Linked DNA regions of Mus musculus: region 1 is linked to region 2. The links are chromatin contacts, called in public HiChIP or PLAC-seq maps. All regions are on one chromosome and are shown on one strand. The core of a region is the stretch at or near the end of the contact, and the rest is flanking DNA. Distances in the headings are between cores, read along the strand shown. Region 1 overlaps Jazf1 (JAZF zinc finger 1). Region 2 has its middle 54 kb from the start of 1700094M24Rik.

The links. HiChIP or PLAC-seq counts read pairs in DNA pulled down with a chosen protein or histone mark.
Region 1: a contact with region 2 is called in an H3K27ac HiChIP or PLAC-seq map of embryonic stem cells, with 2.5 times the contacts expected there. The contact joins two enhancer-like sites. A contact is called at or near these places in 1 of 484 Hi-C or Micro-C datasets (myocytes), 2 of 115 datasets of contacts at active chromatin or transcription factors (both in embryonic stem cells) and 2 of 9 other capture datasets (embryonic stem cells and embryonic trunk).

What each region holds. Positions count from the first base shown.
Region 1 is chr6:52,818,179-52,824,494 of GRCm38.p6, forward strand. The region is part of intron 2 of Jazf1 (JAZF zinc finger 1); the gene reads right to left. Among named protein-coding and RNA genes, the nearest start is that of Gm52904, 23 kb to the left of the region's middle. Within about 2 kb of position 4,738, at least 8 of the 459 cell types and tissues checked have an H3K27ac peak or open chromatin away from gene starts, as enhancers often do. A contact at or near this core is called in embryonic stem cells, where this site is marked.
Region 2 is chr6:52,435,369-52,442,035 of GRCm38.p6, forward strand. No RefSeq gene overlaps it. Among named protein-coding and RNA genes, the nearest start is that of 1700094M24Rik, 54 kb to the right of the region's middle. Within about 2 kb of position 4,998, at least 20 of the 459 cell types and tissues checked have an H3K27ac peak or open chromatin away from gene starts, as enhancers often do. A contact at or near this core is called in embryonic stem cells, where this site is marked.

The DNA.
Region 1 (6,316 bases), core at 3,488-5,987, 380 kb after region 2:
TATATATGTGCCATGTGACGTGCATGTTTGGTGCTCTCAGGGGTCAGAAGGCATTGTTTCTCAGAACTGTGTCACAGACAGCTGCGAATCATCACGTGGGTGCAGAGAATCAAATGAGGGTTCTCTGCAAAAACAGCAAGGGTTTTGGTTTTTGTTTTTTCCTTCTGAGCCATCTCTCTAGTCCTGGACAACACATCTTAAAGTTAATCTTAGAAATTTCAATAAAATATTATCTTTGTTATTTTATTTAGTAAGTATGCTCTTGGCCATTATGTGGGTTCCTTTCCTTCCCCATTCTCTCTGACATGGTCTCACTATGTAGCCTAAGCTGACCATGAACTTTCAGTTGTCTTGCCTCAGCCTCCTGAGTGCTGGGATTACAGTTGTAGGCCACCAAGCTCGGCTTACACCCACGTCTTTATGTAATAACAGGCTATGACCTGGAGTTTGAATATATTAGTGTAGCAGTTAGGGCAGACTTTGGAAGACTGTTTATGTTCAATTCTCTGATCTATGCTGCTTAGCTGTGTGACCCTACACAATCTACTTAACCCCTCTGTGCCTCAGTTTTCCCATCTGTAAATGCTGACATTAACGGGGCCAACGCAAGAGGTATAAGGAACGAGTCAACAGACACGAAGCCCTTGCAACAGCACTGATTCTTTGGGCTTGATGAGGGTCAGGTTCCTGGTTCACAGCAGATGCGAACAACACCAGCACTGGAAATCTAAGCTCACAAGTCTTTCATCGCTGACATCTACACCAACGATCTGGCCAGAGCTGAGTCACCAGGTAGCCCACCCAGTTCTGCTGATCCTGTACACTACACTCCCAGGCAGCACGGTGGAGACAGTGACAGTGGCTGAAATCCAAAGGGCTCAACCCTCTCGTTAGAAACAGCGCATTGGGCTGTCCATGAATACACCATTCTCTTGATTTTTTTGGCCTTGGTCCTGGAGATGAACCACACTGTTGGGGGTGACCTACCAGCAGGAGGGGCGTGGGATGTTCCCTGCAGAGGGGAATGAAGTTTCAGATTACAATCTTTCATCTTCCACTGAAGGGGGTGGCAGGCTCCAATGCTCTCATCTCCAACCCCTCAGAAAGCATCGAGGCTACGGTGTTTCGCTTGAAGTTCTAAACTTTGCTCTGCCTCTTTAGTGGTACTGCCACAAAAAGCAAATCTGTGCAACCTAGGATGCCTTTGGGACTTTGGGAAGAGCTTTCAACAGAAGCTCTGTGCTACTATAAGTACTCTTGGACCCAGGAGCTCATTCTCAGACTAAGACTTTGGGCCTGCCAAAGACGCCACACAGCCAGCGAGTCTGCACCGCAACACACGGGACACAGTGCACCTAAGGTTCTGGGAAGCTAGGGGGAGCAACAGGTGCGTATCAGCGTGGGAAGACGAGTGGTCTCAGTGTGAGAGAGCCAGCCACTGCAGGCCTCCACGTGACAATGCCATCCTGATTCACATTTGCTGGTAGAGCCAAGAGTGGATAGCACAGTGGTTAACAGGACTGACCAGTCAAACATGAAGGGATCAGCAAGTGGGATTAGCATCTGTCACAGCCCCTCACGAGCAGAGTGGTCTTTTCTTGTGAAAAGTCATTTCAGTAGAGAGAAAGCGTGAATACCTACGTGAAGCCAATTTCAGAGCGGTCTAGAAGTGCTCTGGATAATCCTATGTACTTTCACCCCAGAGTCCTTCTTCACTTGATCTGGAGCTCCTGGGAGACTGGCAAGCTTTATAAAACTTCTGCAGTATCACCTGGACTAGGAGCCTTTAGATGCTGCCATTTGGGCTGGAGAGCGGGCTCAGTGGTCAGGAGTGCATGTTGATTTCAGGCTGCTCACAATGCCTGGGAGTCCTGCTTCAGGGATCTGACGTCCTCCTCTGGACTTCTTGGGCACTGCGTGCACTGTGCAGAAGTCCACACACATGTACAGGTAATTTTTAAAAATAGTAAAAATTTTAGAAGCATGCTGCCACTAAAATGTTAACAACAACAACAGCAACAACAACAAAATAACAAACTGAGGAAGCAGCAGCAAGAGAAAGCTGCTTCACTTCGGAATCCTGCCATCCCACAGGGTGTGTGTGTGTGTGTGTGTGTGTGAATGTGCATGCATGTGTTATGTGTTACCCAGCCCTCACATCCACTGTGGGCATCCTTTGGGAGGGACCAGCTTTCATCACATACCATAATAATACCAACAGGCTTCCTACACGGAGAGGCATTCTTTCTTTACAGAGTTTCTGTCTGGCCTGGGTGGAAAGAGCGTTGAGTGGCTCCAAGAAAATTGGTATAAACTAAATGACAATGAAAGCACGCCTATGTCCTGTCAGATCTTCCAGCCAACTCTGCTGGTAAGGCAGAAGGAAAAGAAGAAAAGAAAAGGAGAGTGGGGGGGAGGGAGGAGGAAAAGACAGATTTCTGTCTGGACACCCATTCTCCTCCTTTCTGCTTCCCCCACCCCCACTCTCATACTCTCTCTTTGTGGTACTGAGAAACAAAGCCAGGACTCATTTATTCCATGCCAGCCTCACACCACTGAGCTAGCTTTCCAACCTCAGGAATAATCTTTTCTAACACAATTCCTTCTTGTTCTTCTTTATTCAGACAACAACAATACAGGAAAAGTTTTCTGATGTAGAGAAGGTATAATATAAAATAGCTTTGATTATTCAATAATATATCATATATACATTGTAACATAATTTATAAAATATATTATTGATAACTATTTTATAGATAAAAAGTATAATAAATACCTGCTTACTAAATATATCCAATCTAGCTTTCTATCATTGTTAAAACTTCAGTTTTGGACAGACGGGCGGACGGACAGACGGACGGGTGGATGGGCGGACGGACAGCTGAGCAGTGAAGAGCATGCGCTCCTCTTGCAGAACACCTGTATTCAATTCCCGGCACCCCCCACACTGGGCAGCTCACAATGTCCGGGGTACTTTGATAAACACTTGAATTCACATGTGCACACAGTCTACCCCACACACGTACACATAATTAATAAATAAACAAATCAATCTTTAAAGCTTCTCAGTTGCTTCAGGTTGAGCAGAGTGAACGCTTACATTTGGGTGGGACTGACCGTTATGTGCTGGCCAAAAGGATAGATGACAAACAAAACACACACAGACCCAGAACAGCAGCTTCTTCTGGGAATCGGGAGGAGGGTAAGCAGGCAGCCCAGGAGGCAGAGGTTGCAAGACGACCCTGATCCTTGGCCATGAGCTGTTCAGGAAACACACAGGCTACAAGACCTTCGAGGTAGCACCATCCAGAGACCAGAGGCTGCTCTGTGGACAATACTTAGGATGGACGATCCCCTCCCTCTTCCCTCCCTCCCTGCTCCCTGTTTCTCTTAACTCTTAAAACAGCACTATCTCGCCCTTGATTTAATCACTTAAGTGAAATCCATGCATCAACGTTAGGCAGCGGTTGTCACAAGCAGGACTCCTCTCTCCGCTGCCATGTATTTTCTCAACAAATGTGGGGATTTTCTTCAGCCCTGTGAAGTATATGGTCAGTTTTACCACAGTCAAAGTCCTGACTCACTTAGGGTCCAGTAACAAGCCTTACAAGTCACAGGTCAACATATACTATCAGTGAAGCAATTACTCTTTAGCTCCAAATAAATTAAACCATGGTCTTTTTCATTGTTGATGTTAAGAATAAAGAAGTCCTAAGGGCTCCCCCTGCACAGCCCTGGGCTTAGAAGGCAGACCTGGAAACTCCCTGCTACCCTCCCCTCCCTCCAGCTTTCTCTGAACAGGGAACAGTAAGAGCCGATCTTACACATGGGTTTCATTGTTAATTTCACGTCCATGTAAAAACAAATGGACAAAACAAAGAGCTGCTGTTTATGAGATTTTGTGGTATAAAACTACAAATGGCTCTTCCAGTTTTCCTGTTTTGTCTTTTCTGAAAGCAAATTAAATTAGCATAATCCTGCTAATAAGATGAGGTATAATTCTTTCCATAAACTGGAAGTTTATTTTATTTTTATTTTTTGGCCTTTTCAAGACAGGGTTCCTTTGTGAGCCCTGGCTGCCCTGTAACTCTCTGTAGACCAGGCTGGACTCTAAATCAGAGATCCTCCTGCCTCTGCCTCCCAAGTGCAGAGGACATTAAGGGCATGTACCAGTAACACCTGGTTGGAAGAAATTTAAAGATGGGAGAAAAGAAATTGGCTCCAGGACCTCTTGGAGTTTTGGCTGCAGTGTCTGTGCAGTATACACACAGCACTGCCTACTCACTGAGACACTGGGAATCTGCATGCATGGCCCTAACTTGATTTGCTTGGTCCTCTGAGGTTTGGAAAACCGTTTACTCTTTCTGGACTTGGGCCCCTTATTACAAAGCAGACATGATCCTAAGATCTCACAGAAGCTGTTGCCATGACCTTAGAAGGTGAACGCAGGGGAAGTACTTGGCCTACTTAGGAATTCTCATCCGAGAGTCTCTGGGCATGGCATTTCCATGGATATTGGTCCTCTCTGACCTTCACCCCAAATTAAAAGAAGGTACTTTTAAGTCTAACAGCCATCTGGTGAGCCAACTCCCACACAGTCCAGAGAAGGGCTGTGGTATGTAGCTATATTTGCAGTTAGAAGGCTCCATTTTTCTTTACTTTCCATTACAGAAGTGTTCATGCTGTGTGAGTGAATGCTATATATGTGCAAATTGCAAATCCACAAAGCCTGGAAGTGGATGTTAGATCCTTGAGAGCTGTAGTTATAGGATGCCGTATGTGGGTGGTAGGAATTTAACTCAGGTCCTCTAGAAGTATAGCAAGCTCTCCAGATGCAATGAGATGTTTTGTTAAAGCGATTTATCCACTTAGACAGTGACTATTTTGGGAGCAAAATAGACTCCATACAGTGGGCTATCCCTTCATATAATGTATGTGCCTGGGCATCTGAGAGGTACAGATTTCAAGTTTCACAGGCCTCGGGGGCTGATATTTTTCCAAAGGATTTTTCCCGTTTTTATTGAAAGAGTTCAGTTGAATTGCTCTAAAGAGCATTAAATCACATTCATGGGAGGCCATTGGCTCAGGCTGAGCTCGTGCATTAGGCTCTGGCAGACCAGAACAACTCAGAGCGCAGCCGCTCCTGCTCGGTGACACTAATCCAACTGAACCTTTAACCGGTCAGTCTTTCATAAAATAGGAGACTTACTAACCAATTAAAAGTGGTTTTTCTTGAACCTCTTGATGAGAGAGTCCCTCTGCTTAACCCTGGAAGGGAAGTAACTTTGCACCAATCTGCTTTGAAGTCGCCCTTGCCCTTTGAAGCCCTTTTCTGCCCACAGGCAACCTCCTCATACCACCAGACCAACTGTTGTCTGCAGAATGGGTTGCCGTGCCACCCCAGAATTGCTAATAAAAGCCAATTAGGTCTTCCAGGCTTTTACAAATGCGCGTTTTGCCTTAGTGCTCTGTTTTCCAGGAGGCCGCCCCTTTATGACTGTGTTTATTCAGCTATTCAGAAAGCACACACATGAATAATCTTAAGAAAAATGTTAGAAGATCTGTGACTGTTCTTGTCTCTTCCTCTTGCTGATGGGGAGCTTGTGAGTGCAGAAATCCTTGGCAAAGGAGACTGCCCATGTGTGCTGCCGTGCAGAGTGTAAGGTAGTTGGTAATTGTGACAGTTTAAGCATTTTAATAAAGATACGTTTTTAAAACGCACAAAACACTAGTGTGATGCGTCTGGACATTTGCTGTCTTTTTCACTGACTTCCTCCCATTTTTTATAGTGATTATTGGTAAGTCACAGATTTTTTTTTAATCTTGTCTTCACATAGTGCTTTAAAACTACAAAATGGGAAAATGAGTCAAGGGAGAAGAGAGTTTTGATACAGCCTCTAAAATCTAGTTTTGTAGTACAACTGACGGGGCAGACAGTAGCTAGGAGGCTTTCAGTGCTTGCTAAGGCTGGGCACTGCTAGGTGGATGCTAAGGCTGGGCACTGCTAGGTGGATGCCAAGGCTGGGCACTGCTAGGTGGATGCCAAGGCTGGGCACTGCTAGGTGGATGCCAAGGCTGAGCACTGCTAGGTGGATGCCAAGGCTGGGCACTGCTAGGTAGATGCCAAGGCTGGGCACTGCTAGGTGGATGCCAAGGCTGGGCACTGCTAGGTGGATGCCAAGGCTGGGCACTGCTAGGTGGATGCCAAGGCTGGGCACTGCTAGGTGGATGCCAAGGCTGGGCACTGCTAGGTGGATGCCAAGGCTGGGCACTGCTAGGTGGATGCCAAGGCTGGGCACTGCTAGGTGGATGCTAA
Region 2 (6,667 bases), core at 3,748-6,247:
TGTAAAGGGTCATTTTGTGTTCTCTCTGCAGGAGACAGCAAAGGCCACCTACATCAAGCTGAAACTATAGAGGATGCCTTGGTTTGCAGAGTGGGAGCTGGGACGGGTGGGTGTCGAGCTCGGTCCTAGCTGGCTTTGACTGCCTCTCTCTGTGTTATGTTGCTCTAAGGGCAGACTTGGGCTTCACACTGGCTTTCCTCATAGCAAATGGAGATCAGAAGCAACACGGTGGTGCATGACAATACTCCCAGCAATGGAAAGGCAAATTCAGGGGCTCAAGAGGTCAAGGTTAGTCTCAGCTACATGAGTTTGAGAGAAATCCTGAGACCCTGTTTCAAAAACAAACACCCCCCAACCCCCAATGAAAAGCAACCGAGATAGACTATTTCCTAGTTCACCCCTGGTATATCAGAGAACCTCATTTCCTCATTGCCATCCTTTAAAACGATTATAGACACTTCCAGCCACCTTCTTCATTCTCCAGAATTTGAACACACAATATCTAAATAAATGACTCTCAAGAACTGAGGGGTTGCCTTAACTAAGCTGGTCTAATCCAAGCCGGTCTTGTGCCATTAAGAGGACAACCTGCACCTGAACAAGACTAAGATTCCCAGGAGAGAGATGCCAGTCGAACAGGCAAAGTGTGGACAAGGAGCAGAAAACCCTCTGTAGTTACTTACATGGTTTTGCTAGCAACAAATTTCAGAAAATCTGTGGGTCAATGGAACGAAGACATACAGACAAAATGACAAAAAGACCTTTTCAGTTTGATTAGAGAGACTAACAGCTAAGTTTCGGTTGTTTCCAGAGCAACTGTACAGTTCCTCATATTTCCCAGCAACCTCCCTGCCAGCCTGTAGGGCTCCTGCTTGGCTTCCTGTAGATCAGTGGTTAGAGTCATCCTTTGGAAACCCTGACAGCACTTGCAGAGATGCCCTTTCTCCGGCGATGGTGAAGAGCAGAGCCCGGTGAGGAGTCTTGATGCCCGCTGGTCTGCTTTCTCGATACCCACTCCGTATTATCTTGAGGCTCACTCTGCTCTCAAGAGAATAGCACCACTTTCTCTCCATGGGTGTGGCTGCAATTCCTCCAACACCAAGCCACACATTTATCAGATTCACAAATCTTCAACAACTTCAGGGACACAAAATTGTCATGTCTTTAATATTCTCTTTGTGTCAAGATTAGATGTGTTTCTATGTTTACTGAGTATTTTATGACGCTGAGCTGGAAGTTCATGGCTTTTTTTTTTTTTTTTCAATTTTCTGTTGTGGAATTTGACTTTTATGCTGCGTTTTCAATTAGATTCCCTTACATTCTCAAGCCTCCTAATTAATATATGTCATTCGTGTTAGGTAGTTTTCTATAATAATATATACTTGTTAGTACATGTATTATTTATTTATTTATTTATTCACTCAGTTTGTGTGTGTGTGTGCGCGCGCGAGTGTGCGTGTGCGCCTGCCATTCACTCCTGTGTCGTGCTGTATCTGGCGGTCAGAGGATAACTCGGGGAGTCAGTGGCTTCTTTTCTTTCACCATGAGGGTCCTGTGAACCAACACTAGGTGGTCAGACTTGTCAACAGGTGCATTTTCTTGCTGAGCCATCTCACCAGCCCCTACAATAACATATTCTTACGACTAAGCCCATAGAGGACACGCAGTATGAAATGGTCCTGAGAAGACGGAGAGGTATTTAGCAAACACAAGCGCAGAGGGCTACATTGCCATCCACGATAGTCACGTTAGGTCATCTTCTCTCCCTTGCAAACTGCATCAATATTTGCAGAAACCTAATCTTCTATATTTTTGTATACTTCTGAGAAGCCATGGGTATTATCAGCAAAAACAATTTTTTAAAAAATTATTTTTCTATATGCTAGAGCAACAGTTGATTTCTATTTAATTCTATTCCTTATAATTTCTACACTTTTTGCCCTGGCCATGTTACCTCTTATTTTTTCTCTCTGGTTTTGGTTTTGGTTTTTCATGACAGTGTTTCTGGGCGGCACTGGTTGTTCTAGAATTCACTCTGTAAATTAGGCTGCCTTCGAACCTGGAGACCTGCCTGCCTCTGCCTCCTAGGTGCTGGGAATAAAGGTGTGTGCCACCACCATAGGGCTTTATTATCTCTTTTATAGCAAACAATGACAATAAATCCAAAGACCCAGTGACAGTTAGAATAAGTCCATAATATTTGTGTTTAATCTGACATAACAGAACTGGAGTTACACTTTGAATTAATTATTTGACAAGTTACAAATGAGCTGTGTAGGCCCTTTGCCCTCTTAGTCTCTGTGTAAGCAGGATTATTGTTGACTGCCTGTAATGCACTGGTGGGCAGAGGTTCCCACAATGTGATATTGGGTCTGCTGGACTTGAAGATTAATCCACATGGTCTCATGGCTGTATGCAGCTCTGGATATTAAAAGTTTTGCGCCTTAATTTTGTGTGCTTAAGATAGGAACAGCAGCTGGGTGTGGTTACATACAAGCCCAGTACTTGGGAGGCAGAAGTAGGTTGATCTCTGTGAGTCTGAGGCCAGCCTGGTCTACTTAGTGAGTTCTAGGCCTGCTATGACTGTGTAGTGAGACTCCCTTTAAAAGGAAGATTTCTTACAAAGGTACAAAATATCTTCCTACTAGAAACAATGGAACAGTTAGCAGCGTCAGAGGCACATAGTGACTCTGCAGCAAATGAACATTATTACGGCTAGTCAAGTAGGTACCGAGCCTACTTCATAGGTACCGAGCCTACTTCAGTGCTAAATTGGATTTGGGAACTTTCCTGAATGTTGAGACTCAGAGGTCTTATTTAATGCCCCTGCCTCCGTGGAAGAAGGAGGCTCATTATCTCACAAGGAAGGAAGACCAGAAGTACAAGCAAGAGCTAACCGAGTGGTTCTATGGCCACCAGAGTCCTGCTCAGCATCCTCTCTGTCCCACCGTTTCTAACATATTAAGGTTTTCCTCATGGTCACAGCATGGCTGCAGCAGCTCCAAGCATTTTCTACCCACAAAGGCCAGAAAAAGAAATGCCTCCTTTTTCCGTGGCTCTATCGGAGAGGGAGAAAACTTTCCAGAAGTCTCCTGGTCTGCGGTACTCTAAAACTTTCCCTCACATGGCTCATTGACTAGAACCGTATCAAGTGCCTGCCCTAAATCCTGTGACTGGCAGGAGAGTGGAAGCACATTCTTGGCTTGGAGCTCGGGGAGCTTTGGCTGCCTTTGAAGCTCAGGCCTCACCACATTCCAAAGCAGATGTGAGTTCAAGGAAGCCGGGAACTTTTGCTGCCTTGGCTGACAGTGGAATCTGCCATCCTCGTTAAGGCACCGCCTTTAGAGTTTTCCTTAGCATAGCATAAGGGGTAAATTTCAATATTTGCATGGTGTCCTGGGTAAACTGCAGAGGGTTGAGCAACTTCAATAGGGAGCACGGTGTAAATAACCATTGCGTTTTCTTTAGCTTTTTGAGACAAGGTCTCACTCTGTAACCCTAGCTGGCCTGGAACTCCTGTGTCTGCCTCCAGGTGCTGGGACTAAAGGTGCGTTCCTCCATGCCTGGCTACTTTTCCTTCATGTTCTGAAATTCTGATAAGAAAATGACTTTCATAGTATTTTAAATGACAATAATATTGTTTAAACTGGGTATGGTTGTGCACGCCTGAAACCTCCAGAGCTCGGGAAGCTGAGGCAGCAGGATCAGAAGTTCAAAGTCACTGTCAGTTACATAGGGAGCCTGAAGCCAGCCTGGAACACGTGAGAGCTTGTCTTTAAAAACATAAGTAAAAGCTATCAGATGTGGTGGTATGCTTACCACTCAAGTTAGCACTGTGACCTGGGAGAACCGAGCCAATAAATGAGGCAGACTAAAGTCTCATGCCATAGTCAGTTTTACTCAGAGCCTCAGACAATTCATACACTGATGGTTAAGAAGAGTCGCATGAGTAAAGTGTCCAGTCACAAAGGCAAGCCGCACTCCACAAAAATAGGTGTTCCCACAGAGGCAGATAAGGCAGCGGTAGCCAGTTGTAATCAACAAGCTGACACGAACTCAGTCCTCACCACTGTACCCGGGAGGGGCAGGGAAGTGTAACCCAAGGACAATTCCACGTTATTGAAACTGAGGTCACAAGATCTGCTCTTGGTTTCTTGGAGTTTTCTCACAAGCATCCAGAATCCTCCTCATTCTTGGACCAAGTTCCAACAGTGGCTCACACTTTTAACTGCAGTACTCTGGAGGCAGAGACTGGTGGATTTCCATGAGTTCAAGGCCAGCCTGATCTACACAGTGACTCTGACTCAAACAAACCAACAAACCCCAACAACAATAACAAAAACAAACAAACAAAAGCAAAAACAAAAACCTGCTAAGCACTGAACTGTATAGAGATCCCAAATAATACCTACAAACGTTTTAAGATTACAAATCTGACCTTGCTTCTCTCCACTTGCTTTCTCTATTTCAGGTTTTATATTTGAAAACCTGAAACGGTTATATCAACTCCAGATTAAGACTTTTTTTTCTTTTTTAGCTAGGTGGTGGTGGTGTGCCTCCCTTTAATCCCAGAACTCAGGTGACAGAGGCTGGTAGATCTCTGAGTTCTAGGCTAGCCTGATCTACAGAGTTTCAGGACAGGTCAGACTACATACACCAAGAAACCCTGTCTTGAAGAAAACAAACCAATTAAAAAACCAAAAAAACCAAAAACCTCAAAGCCAAAAAAAACCCCAAGGACTCTGGAAACCTGACAACATGCTCACACACATATGGAGTGTTAGAGTGGGCATCAGGACCTAGCCCAGAAGATGCTACAACAGAGCCTTTCGGGGTAAGTGGGTAGAGGGTTAATGGGTAGAAAGAGAAGCCAGGTGAGGTTTGGTCGGTTGCTATGTATTGTAAAGCTAAGTGCAGTCCCCAAGACCTGGCTGCTCCAGAAGAGTCTACACAGACCCAAGTGACTGCTAGGTTGTGGATAGCCCTGGGGCTAATTATATTTGCTGTTCTGTTCTCCTGTGAGTGGTTGCAAACGAGGAATGAGTCAGCACTTAGGTGATTTCCTGTAAACCTGCTTCCCACCTTAATTTGTAAAATAAAGGAGAGCTGATGACTGGGCAGATAAAAGGGAAGGTGGAGCAGAAGGTGGGAAGAGAGAAGGAGAAAAGAGAAGAGGGAAAGAACACAGAGGAGGAGGAGGAAGAAAAGCAGAGCAGCAGCACCTGGCCTGAAGAAACCACAAGTTCAAGATGGTAGCGTAGTGGTAGATCTGCCTAACCTAGATATATAGCATGTATTCATATTAATTATGTTGTGTTTTCATTGCCGGGGCATATTTGGGATGGAGAGTTTTACCGCAACAACACTATGTGACCTTGCCCCCAAGTTATGTCTGTTAGTAAATAAAGATGCCAACCGCCAAGAGTTGGGCGGAATAGACATAGGAGGGGTTTGGGGTTTCAGGGTTTGGGGATAGAGGAGAAACACGAAGGAGAGACAGAAGGAGGTGGGTAGAGGAGAAGGCACCATGGGATAAGAATCTTAAAATAATGGCAATGTGGGGTTTGCTCACTAAGTTAAGAGCAACCCAGACAAAACATGGCAGATTATAGCATGGGATTATTGGCTGGGAATAGACATAGTGGCATGGAGTGCAGAGGGCAGACATCTGCCCAGCTCTTGTGCTAAGGATTACTATTCAAAGAAAGGTTGTGTGTGTCTATTATCCGGGAACTCAATGGTCAAAGGCAGAGTAGAACCCCTGGGTTGAGATTAAATAAAGACAACAGATGCCCATTCCTGGTGCTCTCTCTGGAGCCTGCAGTGTCAGCTTTCTCTCCACCTCCAGAGTCTGCCTGGAGAGTGAACGGTACCAACAGCTGGGCAGCCCACAATCTCTGCTCAAGTGCTCTGGCTTAGGGAGTTTGTATGACGTAGCCATAGGGGGCAAATGAGAAGGCCTGTGAAGAAAGTGAAGATCGGTCTCGATGAGAATTGATTTATTGAGCAGAGCTGTGTTCCAGCATGCTTATATATATTTTTAAGTTCACTCATTGCCCTGGCTACATGAGGTGAGAACTGCTATTGTCCCATCTCACAGATAAGGAAAACTGAGGAACTGCGTGTTAAATAAATTAGCTCAGCATGTGCAAACTGAGGCAGGGGGTATTAAATAATTAGCCTAAGATAATAAGGTAGTCAATGGATGTCATGATTTGAAACCAGGTGGTTTGGTTCCAGACAGGAGGTCCCAATAACTTCTCTTCTCTGTCTCTTGTGTCCTGCAACTCTTTCACCTCTCTCCAAGTAGGTCCAGCCAAAGCCCAGATGCCTTTGTGGTCTCTTGATCTTAACCAATCTCCTCCACTTATTCTTGATCTCTCTGTTGCTCTTCGGTAGTAAACAACACCCAGGAATCTCTTTGTTCTTTTACTCCTGGGTTTTTATTTCCACAAATCCACTGAGGCAAAATGGCCACTGCCAATTTTGGGCTAACTCTCCCTTAGGATGCATTACCAGGTCTTCTGCAAGACCAGTGGGAATCTCCCTTTCTACCCACTCCAGGCAAAACAGTTTCACCAGGCAGGTCCTTCTAGTTTTAAAAACTCTGAGACTTTATCCTTGGATCTGCCATCAGTTTTCCCTGTGTAATCAGTACATGAGATTT